4 separate regions of the Sus scrofa genome follow, and all the other regions are linked to region 4. Evidence: chromatin contacts called from public HiChIP or PLAC-seq and promoter capture Hi-C data. All regions are on one chromosome and are shown on one strand. Each heading gives the region's core, a stretch centred on a gene start, on an enhancer-like site or on the middle of the called end of the contact. The rest is flanking DNA. Distances are from core to core; before and after follow the strand shown. Region 1 holds the start of NDUFS2 (NADH dehydrogenase [ubiquinone] iron-sulfur protein 2, mitochondrial). Region 2 holds the start of PPOX (protoporphyrinogen oxidase). Region 3 holds the start of PFDN2 (prefoldin subunit 2). Region 4 holds the start of CFAP126 (protein Flattop).

Evidence for each region. Promoter capture Hi-C pulls out the DNA fragments that hold promoters and counts their contacts. HiChIP or PLAC-seq counts read pairs in DNA pulled down with a chosen protein or histone mark.
Region 1: a contact with region 4 is called in a promoter capture Hi-C map of liver, with 5 times the contacts expected there. The contact joins the promoter of NDUFS2 here to the promoter of CFAP126 in region 4. A contact is called at or near these places in 3 of 5 promoter capture datasets (fetal skeletal muscle and liver), 1 of 47 Hi-C or Micro-C datasets (embryonic fibroblasts) and 2 of 2 datasets of contacts at active chromatin or transcription factors (alveolar macrophages and skeletal muscle).
Region 2: a contact with region 4 is called in an H3K27ac HiChIP or PLAC-seq map of alveolar macrophages. The contact joins the promoter of PPOX here to the promoter of CFAP126 in region 4. A contact is called at or near these places in 1 of 47 Hi-C or Micro-C datasets (liver) and 2 of 2 datasets of contacts at active chromatin or transcription factors (alveolar macrophages and skeletal muscle).
Region 3: an H3K27ac HiChIP or PLAC-seq map of alveolar macrophages shows a contact between it and region 4. The contact joins the promoter of PFDN2 here to the promoter of CFAP126 in region 4. A contact is called at or near these places in 1 of 47 Hi-C or Micro-C datasets (mesenteric adipose tissue) and 2 of 2 datasets of contacts at active chromatin or transcription factors (alveolar macrophages and skeletal muscle).

The regions. Positions count from the first base shown.
Region 1 is chr4:89,255,303-89,258,374 of Sscrofa11.1, reverse strand. NDUFS2 (NADH dehydrogenase [ubiquinone] iron-sulfur protein 2, mitochondrial) reads left to right here and starts at 1,285. Exons shown (of 14, transcript XM_005663166.3): 1 at 1,285-1,427; 2 at 2,220-2,326. The coding sequence starts at 1,333.
Region 2 is chr4:89,287,422-89,290,640 of Sscrofa11.1, reverse strand. It overlaps PPOX (protoporphyrinogen oxidase), which reads left to right and starts at 1,716. Exons shown (of 13, transcript XR_002343378.1): 1 at 1,716-2,317; 2 at 2,759-2,853; 3 at 2,986-3,120. It overlaps USP21 (ubiquitin carboxyl-terminal hydrolase 21), which reads left to right. Exons shown (of 13, transcript XM_001927782.6): 9 at 1-62; 10 at 356-434; 11 at 664-771; 12 at 879-993; 13 at 1,213-1,585. The coding sequence ends at 1,303.
Region 3 is chr4:89,324,652-89,328,090 of Sscrofa11.1, reverse strand. It overlaps PFDN2 (prefoldin subunit 2), which reads right to left and starts at 1,310. Exons shown (of 4, transcript XM_001927323.6): 1 at 1,177-1,310. The coding sequence starts at 1,251. It overlaps NIT1 (nitrilase homolog 1), which reads left to right and starts at 1,034. Exons shown (of 7, transcript XM_005663174.3): 1 at 1,034-1,374; 2 at 2,012-2,110; 3 at 2,367-2,621; 4 at 2,731-2,834; 5 at 3,055-3,188; 6 at 3,358-3,439. The coding sequence starts at 2,377.
Region 4 is chr4:89,106,569-89,109,717 of Sscrofa11.1, reverse strand. CFAP126 (protein Flattop) reads right to left here and starts at 1,670. Exons shown (of 7, transcript XR_001308305.2): 1 at 1,456-1,670.

The sequences.
Region 1 (3,072 bases), core at 36-2,535, 150 kb before region 4:
TAAATGCAGTCCCCCACATTGTCCTCTCTCACGATCACCACATTCATTGTTTTAGCTATATAGGGAAAGAAGGCCCAGGGAGAGGGTGGGGAATGAGGGAGGCAGAGACGAAGAGCCTCTGCCTGGCTCTATGGGGTCTGCCAGTCTGCCCAGGTCCCAGTCAGTTCTCACAGCCAGGGATATGGCCCCACCCTTTGGTACAGTTCCCATTAGGTCAACTCCCAGGCTGGAAGTCTGGCTTTCCCCTTTCCGTGTAGCTAAGAATTCCCTGTCTCTGCCATTCTCCTGGCCTGTTTGCCTCACCCTGCTACACTGCTGCACTGCTGGTGGGCTGTGGCCCAGGGACGCTGTCTCGGGGAGATCTCGGGAAGGCCTCTTTCCAGGCCCCAAGTGGGAGGGATGTGCAGAACTCAATGGGTGGCCCAGCCGGAGCTGGCTTTGGAAGCAGAAAGAACAGGAACCTGCTCCAAAGTTGGAAAACTCTTCTTTGTCTCTTCCACATAGAATTGGGATCAGACTGCTGGTGGTACTACTTTTCTATGCTCTTGGCCAGGACTGAGACTGAGTCAGAAAGATGTGAGGTAAAAGAGTCTGACTGGGATAGAAGTCAGGTATGAGGCATCGCTAAGGGCACTTCCTGGGTCTGTAATTCTGGAGCTTCTGGAAGCCCTGCAGATGTCAGGATCACCCATAAGGGACCTCCCCTCCTCAGCTGGGGTGAGGTGGCTCCTACACACTCCAGCAGCCCATTCCAATGCTAGTGGCCTTGGCGTCCTACTCTTTTTTCATTTTGGTTTGGCCAGAGCTCTCAGACCCGCCCAGCCCTACTGGAGCCCCTTTCCCCTAACCCATTTAGGCCATCTGGAAATTGGCTGGCTTTTTTTGCTCCAAGTCCTTTGGATTCGGGGCTAGGGAGGGAATTGGCAAAGCCTGGAGCAACCCCAGAAGGGTAGGGCTACAGCAGCTAGGCAGCCCAGGAGGGGAGAGGGTAAGAGCCCCTAAGAGAGTGTGTGCCCAGCCCCGGGAGGGAGGTAGGGCACTTTCCGAGGCGCGCAGACAGATTGGCGAGGGAGCATAGAGGGAGCTATAGCCCGCGGCTGGAACTTAGAAGGGCCAGTCAGGAGAGGTGGAAAGCATCGTCCTCAGCCATGGGTATTTAGGCGAAAATGAAGCCCAGGTGCAGAACCCGGATGTCCTCAGGTTGGCTGTCCTGCGACCCCGCCAGCTTCCAAGAGGGCCGCTGCGTTGTGCGAATGGGCGAGAAGCCCACGAGGAGGCGCGCGCGAAGCACTTCCGCCCGGTTCTCCTTTCCGCAGTCTGTGGCGGGGCAAGATGGCGGCGCTCAGAGCACTGTGCAGCCTCCGGGGCGTCGCGGCCCAGGTGCTGCGGCCCGGGGCTGGGGCCCGACTACCGATTCAGCCTAGCAGGTGAGACCAAGGGAAGCCCTCGATACGCCGTCCCCAGGGCTAGGGTTTCCCGAGTTTGGGGAGTCCGCGGGCCCTGTGACCCCTTAGGAAAGAATGACCCAGGCCCGTGACCCTTCGCCCAGGCCTGCTCTCTCGGGCTCCAGGATCCAGCGGCACCTGTTCTGTCCGAGGGAGGAAAGAGAGTCTTGAGCTCCGTGTGCCAGGAGTGAAATCAGTTGGAGGGAGACTCTGCCCTTCAGCGTTAGTGATAATGTCACTCTCCCCTTTTTGTGCTACTGCTTTTCGCAAACCCCATCAGGGGTGGGCTGCGACTGGTGAGAAGGCTCCTTAGGTGCTGTGGAAGAAGAGGAAAGCACCTCTGATGGTCTTAAAGGAGTAGCATAAACCAAGAACCGCGGGTTGGCACCAGTGCATCACTCTCACCATACTTGAACAGAGCCAAGGAGCCAGCATGCCCTACCCCCCTTTCTATTCCTACTCTTTGGTTGACCTTGAATAAACACCATTTTTACCAGGATGGGAATATGAATATGGCCAGAATTTAAAGGAGCTGGGAACCCTAACTTTGCATGCACAGGGATTATGGGTGAAGTGATTCTGGGAATAAGTTTTTAGTAAGAGTAGAATCTCTGGAGTTCCAGCTTGCTCTGCCAAAGCTACATAACTCTTTGCCAGTGACTTGGCATTGAAGAATCCAAGACACCCTTCCCTGGGCCCACTTGAAAGTGATGGGAACAGAGGAACCAAGCACCTGTCAGGCCCTTTGTCTAGGATCTGTTATTACCTCTCCAGAGGGGCTCGGCAATGGCAGCCAGATGTGGAATGGGCAGAGCAGTTTGGGGGAGCTGTCATGTACCCCACTAAGGAAACAGCCCACTGGAAACCTCCACCTTGGAATGGTAAGTGCCCAGAGCCACAGTCTCAACCCATACCCCTCTCTGTCCCCAAGCTGACGCGTAAGTGCTTTTGAGCTCTGTTTTAGGCAAATTTTAGCCCCAGTCCTTTTTACTTTAACCTCGCAACTCAGCAAACATGGTAAGAGTGATAATAGAAGTTATTTGTCAAATATGACATTTCAGGAGAAAAGAACAAATAGGTCCCATCAAACCCTTGAAGGTTCCTACCAAATCTGTATCTTTAGCTTCACCTTTTTCCAGAGGTTCAGTCTCCCCTAGACACCTCCCTCTAGACAAGGTGATTTTCCCACTGGCACCCAAATGGAACCCGACGGAATACAATACATTTTTCCCCATCAAAACTAGCTCTTCCTCATGATTTTTTTTTTCCTTATATGGAAGTTCCTGGGCTAGGGTTCGAATCAGCTGCAGCCACAGCAACACAGGATCCAAGATGCATCTGCGACCTATGCTGCGGGTTTCAGCAGCTTGTGGCAATGCTGGATCCTTAACCCAAGGAGGGAGGCCAGGGATTGAACCTGCATCCTCATGGACACCATGTTGGGTTTTTAACACTCTGAGCCACAACAGGAACTCCTGTGATTTTAAATTTTGATCAGTGACTCCTCCATTCTCCTAATCCTTCAGGATTGAAACTTTTTAATCATCTATCTGTGGCTCTTTCTTCTCTTTTGCCCTCTATATCTATGTCCAGTAAGTCACCAAACCATGCAAATTCTTTTTTTTTT
Region 2 (3,219 bases), core at 467-2,966, 180 kb before region 4:
CTCTGCGGGATTGTTTCAGCCTTTTCACCAAGGAAGAAGAGCTAGAATCGGAGAATGCCCCAGTATGTGGAGGTTCACAAGGGATATAGTAAGGGTGGGATACCGGAGGTGGGGGAGGCTCCATGTGGGTAAAAGGGGTTGCATGATGCCTTAGTATGAGGAGTAACACTTATATGTAAAGATTTGTGTAGGAGTATTTTTCAGATATGTCCTGATCTGTCAGGGCAAAGGGCAGTGGCCCAGAGAACACAGAAGTAATAGGGAGCACAGTAAATTTATGTGAGTCAGGGTATTGGAAAAGACAACGGAGGTGAGGAGCACATTAACCTTATAACATTATTTGACATTTATTCAGGTGTGTGACCGATGTCGGCAGAAAACACGAAGTACTAAAAAGTTGACAGTACAAAGATTCCCCCGAATCCTCGTGCTCCGTATCCTAATCTTCAAATTCTTATTTCTCCCATTCATTCTTTTTCCTCATTCTCCAAGTTTGCAGAGGCTGGACATTTGGGGATTCGGTTTGCCTTAGGAAAAGGCTGCCACTCCATCTTTCCCTCCTGTGCTCCCAGTGTGTGTTCAGGGAGGGGAGTAGACAACATTCAGTTCCCCAGCCCCCTCAGAGGCCCTCTGCCTCCCAAATTCTCCTTAACCAGAACTTAGATCTTAATCGATTTTCTGCCTCCCGAGGCTCCATTAAGAAAAGTTCAGTAGGTGTAGACTTCCCACTGCAGCGACTGAGCCTAGGGGACTTTGCCAGTGACAAAGCCGGTGAGTCTGGGAAGGAGGGTCCTGAGGAGTTCCATGAAGGGGAGGGAGAGAATGGCGGAGCAGGGCACAGCTCTAACTATAGAATTTGGTCATCTCTAACCCTGAAGGAAGCCCCATATATCAGCTGTATGCCCTTTGCAACCACTCGGGCAGCGTCCACTATGGCCACTACACAGCCCTGTGCCGGTGCCAGACTGGTTGGCATGTCTACAATGACTCTCGGTGAGAACAGCCTTGCCCCATTCCTGCTGCAGCCTTGACACCTTTCCCCAGTATGAAGAAGCCCCAGGAGACAGTGCCTACTGAAAGGAGATGTGGGATTGGGGGTGTGGGGGCGGTGTCTTTCCTAGGCACCACCCGGATACTGTGATGTTGATCTTGTGGGGAGGAGGGTCTATACAGGAAAGATCACACCTCCTTCCCCATCTCCCTTCTTCCTAGTGTCTCCCCTGTCAGTGAAAACCAGGTGGCATCCAGTGAGGGCTACGTGCTGTTCTACCAACTGATGCAGGAGCCACCCCGGTGCCTGTGACCTCCCTTTTAATCCCTGGCACCTGTGAAATCCTTTCAACACCCTTAAGCCCCAGGCTCCCCATTTACCTCAGAGACGTCTATTTTTGTGTCTTTTTAATCGGGGAGGGGGGAGGGGGTGGTTGTACCTCCTATTATTTTTTTTATTAAAAAGTACCCTTCCACCTGGAGGCTCCCTTGTCTCCCAGCCCCATGTACAGAGCTCCCTAGGCCCTGCCCGTGTACAGTCCCCACACCCTCTGCAGTCTCACTTTTTTGTGAATAAATTTATTAAGAAAAAAAATGATGTTCTTTGTATTTGTGCCTAGCGAGTGGAGATATAGAACTGGGCCGAATGGGTAGTTTTCCTGGCACTCAGTTCCCTTTCTAAACGATGGGGGGCGCTCGGAGCCGTGAGGCTGAGGGTGGGGATGGGGATGCAGGATCGGGACGCGTTGATGCCCAAGTTTGCCAAAGCGGTGAAGGTTTACATTGGGAGGAAATGAAGGCTGCAGGGAGGCCTGGATCCAGAGTGCAGGCACTGGGTCGACGGGGTTTGCCGGCGTAGGGGCCTGCCCCGCGAGAGCAAAGCACCCAAGGACCCCTGTTGACAAACACGGTACGTTGCCGGGGCGCCCTAGCTCCCGTAGGCCCAGGCTGTTGCTAACATCAAGGAGCTGTTTATGGAGCCACCTCCCCGGGGACCAGCCTCCAGTGTCCCTGTCTACTCTCCCTACAACCAAGACTCATGAGGACCTTCCTCCAGGGTTCCAACCCTAGCTGGACCTGGCAAACTTGAGCTGGGGAATGTTAACCAGGATTCTGCTCTTGCCGCTCCAGCCCTGAGGGGAGGGCAGTACCGAATATGGCCGCTCTCTCCAACCTGGCACCGAACCGGTTAACCTCCAGCTCCCCGGCCTTCTACAAGGGTTGCCCCACCGCCTCTGAGGGAGGAGGAGTCGCTGCCGGTTCAGTGTTTTCATTGGTGAATGTGATCCGGGGCCTTCCAGAACCCACCAATCCGGGAGCAGGAAAGGTAAGGTTAGGATCGTGCCGCGAGAATAGTGTGGACGGAGAGTCGGAGAGACCGAAAATCTTGGGGGCGGAGGCCGCGGACTGAAAACACTAGGCCTAGCGAGGGGTGGGAGAGAAAACGCGCTTCTTAGCCCTGGCGGCCAGTCGGTGCCCCCAGCCCTGTGCTGGCAGATAGCGTGGGTGTGGCCCTTATCCACTTCCCCGCGGAGCCGGCTGGGTGATGTCTTGAGACCTCTACCTCCTCCTCCCCTCATTTTTCTTGTCCCTCTCGTGGGTGAGTCCGAGGCCCTGGGCGGGGACCTCACAGTTCCACCACCCCATCCCCGAGCCCTTAGTTTCCCCTAAAGCAATGAATGGCCGAGGATGGAATGCGGAACCCGCAGGGTGTCTGGAGAACAGGGTGCTTCTGGTCAGCCTGTCCATATCGCCTTCTCTACCCTAGGCTTCCCCATGGGCCGGACCGTGGTCGTGCTGGGTGGAGGCATCAGCGGCCTGGCCGCCAGTTACCATCTGAGCCGGGCCCCTTGTCCCCCCAAGGTGAGTGCCTCCACCGACCCGGAGGGAGCTTCCTTTAATATTCCTCTCCCATTTCCAGCACGAGGTAATGCGCTGACCCTTTCGCCTCCTGATCCTTTACCCCGCTGCAGTGTGTTTCTGATTTGTCCCCAGGTGGTCTTGGTGGAGGGCAGCGAGCGCCTAGGCGGCTGGATCCGCTCAATACGAGGGCCAGATGGTGCTGTTTTTGAACTTGGACCTCGAGGAATTCGGCCTGCTGGAGCCCTGGGAGCCCGGACCCTGCTCATGGTGAGCGGCTTGTGGAACGCCTAGGAGAGGCTGTGGAGGGGCCTTCACTAGAGCGTAGTGTCAAGGGAAGGAAGTAGCTTTGGTGGTCAGTCATTTCCC
Region 3 (3,439 bases), core at 61-2,560, 220 kb before region 4:
TAGGTACCACTGAGTCACTTTGCTGTGCAGCAGAAACTGGTAAAACATTGTAAATCAACTATAATTTTAAAAAAGAAGAAAAAGCCCTGTGAAGAACACTGTAAAGCTTAATGTTTGGTTTCTTTTTGCAAATGAGTCTGTGAGCTAACCTGAAAACAAGGTTACAAGGCCGTATTTCATTTATGTTTCCCCATACCCAGCAGAATGTCTAACACACGGCAGACCCTCAAAAAGTATTAGGTTCCTTCTCCCTTGCCTTTTTCCCCCTAAGAGGAATTTTCTCTTCCCCCTTCCCCCAAATCCCATAGGGCTGTATATCTCTCTTCTACCTCATACTAGCATTTTCCCCTCCAGACTATGAACTCTGATTGCACGGGTCAATTTTTAAAATCTTTATGCAGATACCTCTGCTACAGTAACTGTTTAACAAATAACTGATAAATGAACCTATAACCAAAAAAGCTGTTGTTTTAACTACGTTTTCCTTTCTGTTACGCAGATTTCTTCCCACTCCAAGTAAACACTAGATCCACTATTAGTAAATCATGATTCCCAAGCAACAAAGGGCTTTCTGATTATTTTTCAATCGTTTCCGGATGCTAGGCACTGGGGAAATGTAAGCTCGGATTAGTAAAGGATTTCTGGTCTCTAAATAAATTCAGTGCAATAATGACTCCCGAATCAAAATAGTATGGAACACTAGACTATTCGCGTATGTGAGTCACGTGGCTCTGCGGAGTGACGACGGTTTTAAACGTGGTTTCAGGGTCACGTAACAGACTACACAATCAACCCGTTGACTAACTCCCTGGGATTCCTTATGAACTGGCCTTGCTCACCCACAGCCTGTTTGAGAGTGCGGAGGCAAAGTGGGGAAAGTGACCACCCTTCTTCCCTCAGACCTGTGCAACCTCCCAGACTCTGCTTCCCTAGAGCTTCCTCCCTCCCACCCCTCGGCTCACCCAACACCCCCAAGGGGGCGTGGCTTTCACCTACCAATCCGCCTATCTCTCCCCAAGGGCTCGGCTAGCTTCTACAAGGACCTTCCCCTCTCTGGGTGGCCACGCAAATGTGCGACTATAGTAAAGGCGTACACCAACCATAGGCTTCTCCCCTCTTCTCGCATCGACTCCGGACCCGGCCGGGTTGCCCTCCTTCGCATTCCCAGCTCCTCACCTGCTCGGCTGACACCGCCCCCTTCCCCGCGCCGCTCCCGCTGCTCTTGCCGGCGCGACTGCTGCTCTCCGCCATCTTCACCGCCTGCTGAGCTTCCGGCCTGCGCAGCTCGGCCCCCGCCTTGCGTCACGTCCGGTCTCGGAGTTACCGCCCACTCGCCCCCGGCGCCAGGCTCCTCTTCTTCCAGGCCCCTGTTCGGTTCGGATCCTGTTAATGGTTTTGGCCGTGCCTTCATGTAGGACCTGCTACCTAGCCCGCCCGCCGCGGTGAATTACACCTGTGGTGCTTTATCTTGTGCAACAGAGACGCTGCCCCTGAGAGAGTCTCCAGATGGGTTAACTGGAGAGCGGGGCGCGGGTTGGGATCTGGGTGCCAGTGCCCTCTGCCCACACAGCGGGTGGTGAGGCACGGGCGGCGGGGTGGGGTAGGGTGAACTTCTCAGAGATTCTGGTGGAAGGGGGAAAATATGCTTTGAGTCAGTAAAACTGTGCAGGTGCACAGTCAATAAGAGAGGCTGGGAAAATCAAGGAAATATCTCGAGGATGACTTTTGAACTGCGGAAACGTTTGGCTGAGAAAAAGGACTTCAGTTTAATGTGAGATCACTGGAAGTCGAGATATTCGAATGCTGCGCAGAGCCCTTTCCTCGATTTTCCCACTTTGTGCTCTCTTCCGGTAGCCGTGATTAACCATAGTTAACGAGTGTCTTAAAGACTTAGGGGTTTTTACCGGTGGTGCCCAGATTCAGCCTCACAGTATGAAGAGAGAAACCAAAGGATCTTAGAAATGTATTGCTTGATGGTGGGGTTGGTGTCCTGATTTCTCACCTTCTTCAGGCTGGGCTTCATCATCAGGCCTCCTCACCAGCTCCTGTCCCTTCTTTTGGGTCCTCGGCTCCGGATACTTCGACTCTCAATACTTTGTGCTCAGCCCAGGTAACATGTTTTGTTGTGTCCTCAGTGCCTGGCACATAGTAGATGCTCAATAAATGAATAGATGTTGGGAAACATTGGGGTGCCAGCCACTCACAGAACATTTGATCAGTGGGTCCTTATTGCATGGATCATTGTGCCTTGTAAGAGCAGGTTTAAAGGGAAGTCTAGCTTTCCTGCCTCCCCCTTTAAGCCCCTTATCATTAAACTCGGGCTTCCCCACTCTAGGAAATCTGAGTCTTGCCTGTGCCATTCACAGACCCAGATCCATGGCTATTTCCTCTTCCTCCTGGGACTTGCCCCTCGTGGCTGTGTGCCAGGTAACATCCACACCGGACAAGCAGCAGAACTTTAAAACATGTGCTGAGCTGGTTCGAGAGGCTGCCAGACTGGGCGCTTGCCTGGCTTTCCTGCCTGAGGCATTTGACTTCATTGGAAGGGACCCTGAAGAGACGCTACGCCTGTCTGAGCCACTGGGTGGGAAACTTTTGGGAGAATATACCCAGCTTGCCAGGTATCAGGGAAAGGGGGAGGGAGAGGTAGTTTCTTTTTGGGTAATATCGGAATTGCCAGATATGAGGGTAGAGACTTGAGAAGAGTTGTCAGTGTCCCCTCCCCCTCAGGGAATGTGGACTCTGGCTGTCCTTGGGTGGTTTCCATGAGCGTGGCCAAGACTGGGAGCAGACTCAGAAAATCTACAATTGTCATGTGATTCTGAACAACACGGGTGAGACCTCGTAACTCTTTAGCCTGCCTCTTCTCAGGCTCTTCTACCTAAGCTAAGATTCTCCAGAATTTTGTTTCTCAACTGTTCCCTTGGGCAAGGGTTTTAAGGGCATTTGTACCTCTGTTCCTAGCCTACAAGCTCTCTTCTCCTTGGGAGGAGAGGAACCAAGCTGGTCTTCTAGAGCACCAGCACTGAGTACTCTTACTTCTTCTTACTCTAGGGTCAGTAGTGGCCACTTACAGGAAGACGCATCTGTGTGATGTTGAGATTCCAGGGCAGGGGCCTATGTGTGAAAGCAACTCTACCATACCTGGGCCCAGTCTTGAGCCTCCGGTCAGCACACCAGCAGGCAAGGTGGGATTTGTGAAGGGGTGAGGGTGGGAGAGAAACAAGAGGGAGGGGAATAGGAATACTTTGAAGTAGTAATAGAGGATTGAGAGACAGGGAGTGGGGAAGAGGGGGGAATGACCAGATGCTGTGACAAACAGGGCAGGGGAGCTAAATAGGCTGTTCTTCATTCCAGATTGGTCTAGCTATCTGCTATGACATGCGGTTCCCTGAACTCTCTCTGGCATTGGTTCAGGCTGGAGCAGAAATACTTACCT
Region 4 (3,149 bases), core at 421-2,920:
CAGCCCTAAAAAGACCAAAAAAAAAAAAAAAAAGAAAGAAAGAAAAAAATATTTGCAAACACTCAACCAACAAAGGCTTAATTTCCAAAATACACAAACACCTCATACAACTCATTAACAACCAAAAGCTTTTGCTGTTTAGTTTTTTAACTTTCTTAAAAAACTAAAAATAGAGCTATCATATAATTCAGCAGTCCCACTCCTGGGCATATACTTGGAAAAGATGAAAGCTCTAATTTGCAAAGATACAAGCATCCCAATTTTCACAGCAGGACTATTTACAATAGCCAAGATTGAAGCAACCTAAATACCCACTGGGAAAGGAATTAACAAAGAAGATGTGGTATAGATACACCCTAGACTACTACTCAGCCAAATAAAAAAATGAAATAATGCCATTTGCAACAACATGGATGGACCTAGAGAGTATTAAGTGAAGTAAGTCAGAAAAAGGCAAAACTATATGATGTCATTTATATGTGGAATCTCAAATATGACACAAATGAACTATTTATGAAACACAGAAAAAAACTTCCAGAGAAAGCAAACTTTGGGAGAGTTCCCTGGTGGCTCAGCAGGTTAAGGATTTGGCATTGTCACTGCTGTGGCTCTCATCACTTCTGTGGCATAGGTTTGATCCTGGATCAGGAACCCAGGCATGCCGAGGGCATGCCCAAAACAAAGAAATATAAACAAACACCTCCAAACTTATGGTTACCAAAGTGGAAAGGGGGTAGTAGAGGGATAAATTAGGACTATAGAATTAGCAGATACAAGCTTATTATGTATAAACTAGACAACAAGAATTTGCTGTACAGCACAGGGAACTATATTCAATATCCTTGTAGTAAATCATAATGGAAAAGAATATGAGAAAGATTATATTATGTATAACTGAATCACTTTGCTATGTAGCAGAAATTAACACAACATTGTAAGTCAACTACACTTCAATTTAAAAAAGACCAAAAAATGTATATTAGCATTTTTTTTTATATTAGCAAATTAAAGACCCCAAAACCTATTTAATTAGAGAACTGCTGAACTCCGTTGAACCAGAGTTTTCCTGGTTGACACATCCATAAGAACACTTTTAAACAGCACGCCTATAGTTGGTATGAGAGGATCAGAGAGGAGATCAGGACCTGGAGTGAACACGACCCAGCTGGAACACGCACAGAGCTATGAGGTGTTCAGATCTATGGGATCACCACTCGCCTCGGAGTAAGGCCGGGTCATTTCCAGCTCCTGGTGCCCAGCCCCAGATGCCAACCGGAGGCTTCTTGGGCGGTGCTCCACTTCCCTCCCACCAAATGGGTACCGTGACTTCGTGCTCTCACTGTCGGGAACCGATCAGCACTTCACAGGCTTCCGGTCCTGACTCAGGCCTGATTTGCGGGAAGGTTCCCAACCGAGGTGGCCAAGACAAACCAGCGGGCGGGGCCGTTCGCAAACCTGATGACGGGGAAGGCCCGACACTTGCAGGCGAGAATCGAAGGCGGCGCGCGGACGAGAAGCTGGGCGGAGTAGGCGAGCGCGGGGCGGGATGTCGGAGGGCGGAGGCTAATCCGCCTCCTCAGACTTCCGGGAAAGCCTGCCGCGCCTTTTCTCCAGGCTTCAGGCCTTGTATTAGGATTCTCTGTTTGCACCGTTAAGACGCTGAAGTTGGCCTTTGCGCAGAATTCGTGTCCTAGAGACAGGCTCTACGTCAGCGCGCTTGGCCCATGGGCCCAGATTTCAGGTCTGTCTGGGGGTTCCTGCGCAACTGCTTTCGCTCGGTCACTGCCCCGATGGTGGCCCTGGGAGCCTGCGGAAACGGAGGAAGTGGGGGTTCGGTGCCCCCTGGACGCTCCCAGGAATAAGAAGGCGAAATCACCACGCAACGAATTAATTTTGAAGTGCGCGTTTTTATCATTTCATTAATGTGTCCATGTTTTGTCTTTGTAATGAAAATTTATAATCTCACCTTTATATAACTAGACAGCTCTTTTGATAATGCGTCTTTCTTTTCAACCATGCTCCAAGTTGTCTCCCCACTCCAGTTTGTATTGCTCTGACACTTTCAGTTAAAATTATGCCACATACACGTCTCATTTCTGTTTACTCAATGTTTTTTTGTTTGTTTGTTTGTTTGTTTAGGGCCGCACCTGCGGCATATGGAGGTTCCCAGGCTAGGGGTCCAATCGCAGCTGTAGCCGCCAGCCTATGCCAGGGCCACAGCCATTCGGGATCAAAGCTGCGTCTGCGACCTACACCACAGCGCACGGCAACGCCCGATCCTTAACCCACTGAGCGAGGCCAGGGATTGAATCCGAAACCTCATGGTTCCTAGTCGGATTCTTTTCTGCTGTGCCATGACGATAATTCTCTCTTTTTTAACCGTAAAAACATTTGAGGAGCAGCAGAGTAAGGATCGGGTTGTCTCTGCGAGAGAGTTGGATCGCTGCTGATGTGGGGTTCTATTCCCAGACCTGCTGCAGCTGGTTAAGATCCTGCATTACCGCATCTGTGGTGTAGATCTCAGCTGCGGCTCAGATTGGATCCCTGGCCCAGGAACTTCCATACACAGGGGATGCAGCTGAAAAAGAAAACAAAACAAACAAACGGATTGTTTTTGAAAAGGTAGTATATAAAAGTGATAAAAATATAAATTCACATAGAATATAATTAAATATGAATTTATATAAATATAAATTCATACAGAGAACACAAACAGATGGTTGAGGGAGAGAGGGGTGGGGGCAGAGAAATAAAGGAGGGATAGAAAATAAAAAATAAAAAAAGGGTTCCTGCTGTGAACTGCGATTGATATTATCTCTGCAGTGCCAGGATGCAGGTTCCATTCCCCCTCTATAGCACTGTGGGTTAAAGGATCTGGAGTTGCCACAGCTGTAGCTGCAGCCTAGAGTAGTTGGCAACTGCAGTTCAGATCTGATCCCTCGCACTGGGAACTCCATATGCTGTGGGGCAGCCAGAAAAGAAAAAAAAAAAAAAGTGTGTGTGTGTGTGTGTGTGTGTGTGTATATATGTTTAAATCTTATTTCATATCTATATGAGATAATGGGTGTTCACTACATTTATTTTGGTAATCATGATGTAAGTCAATCATTATGCTGTACACCTTAAATTTATACAATGCTATATGTCAA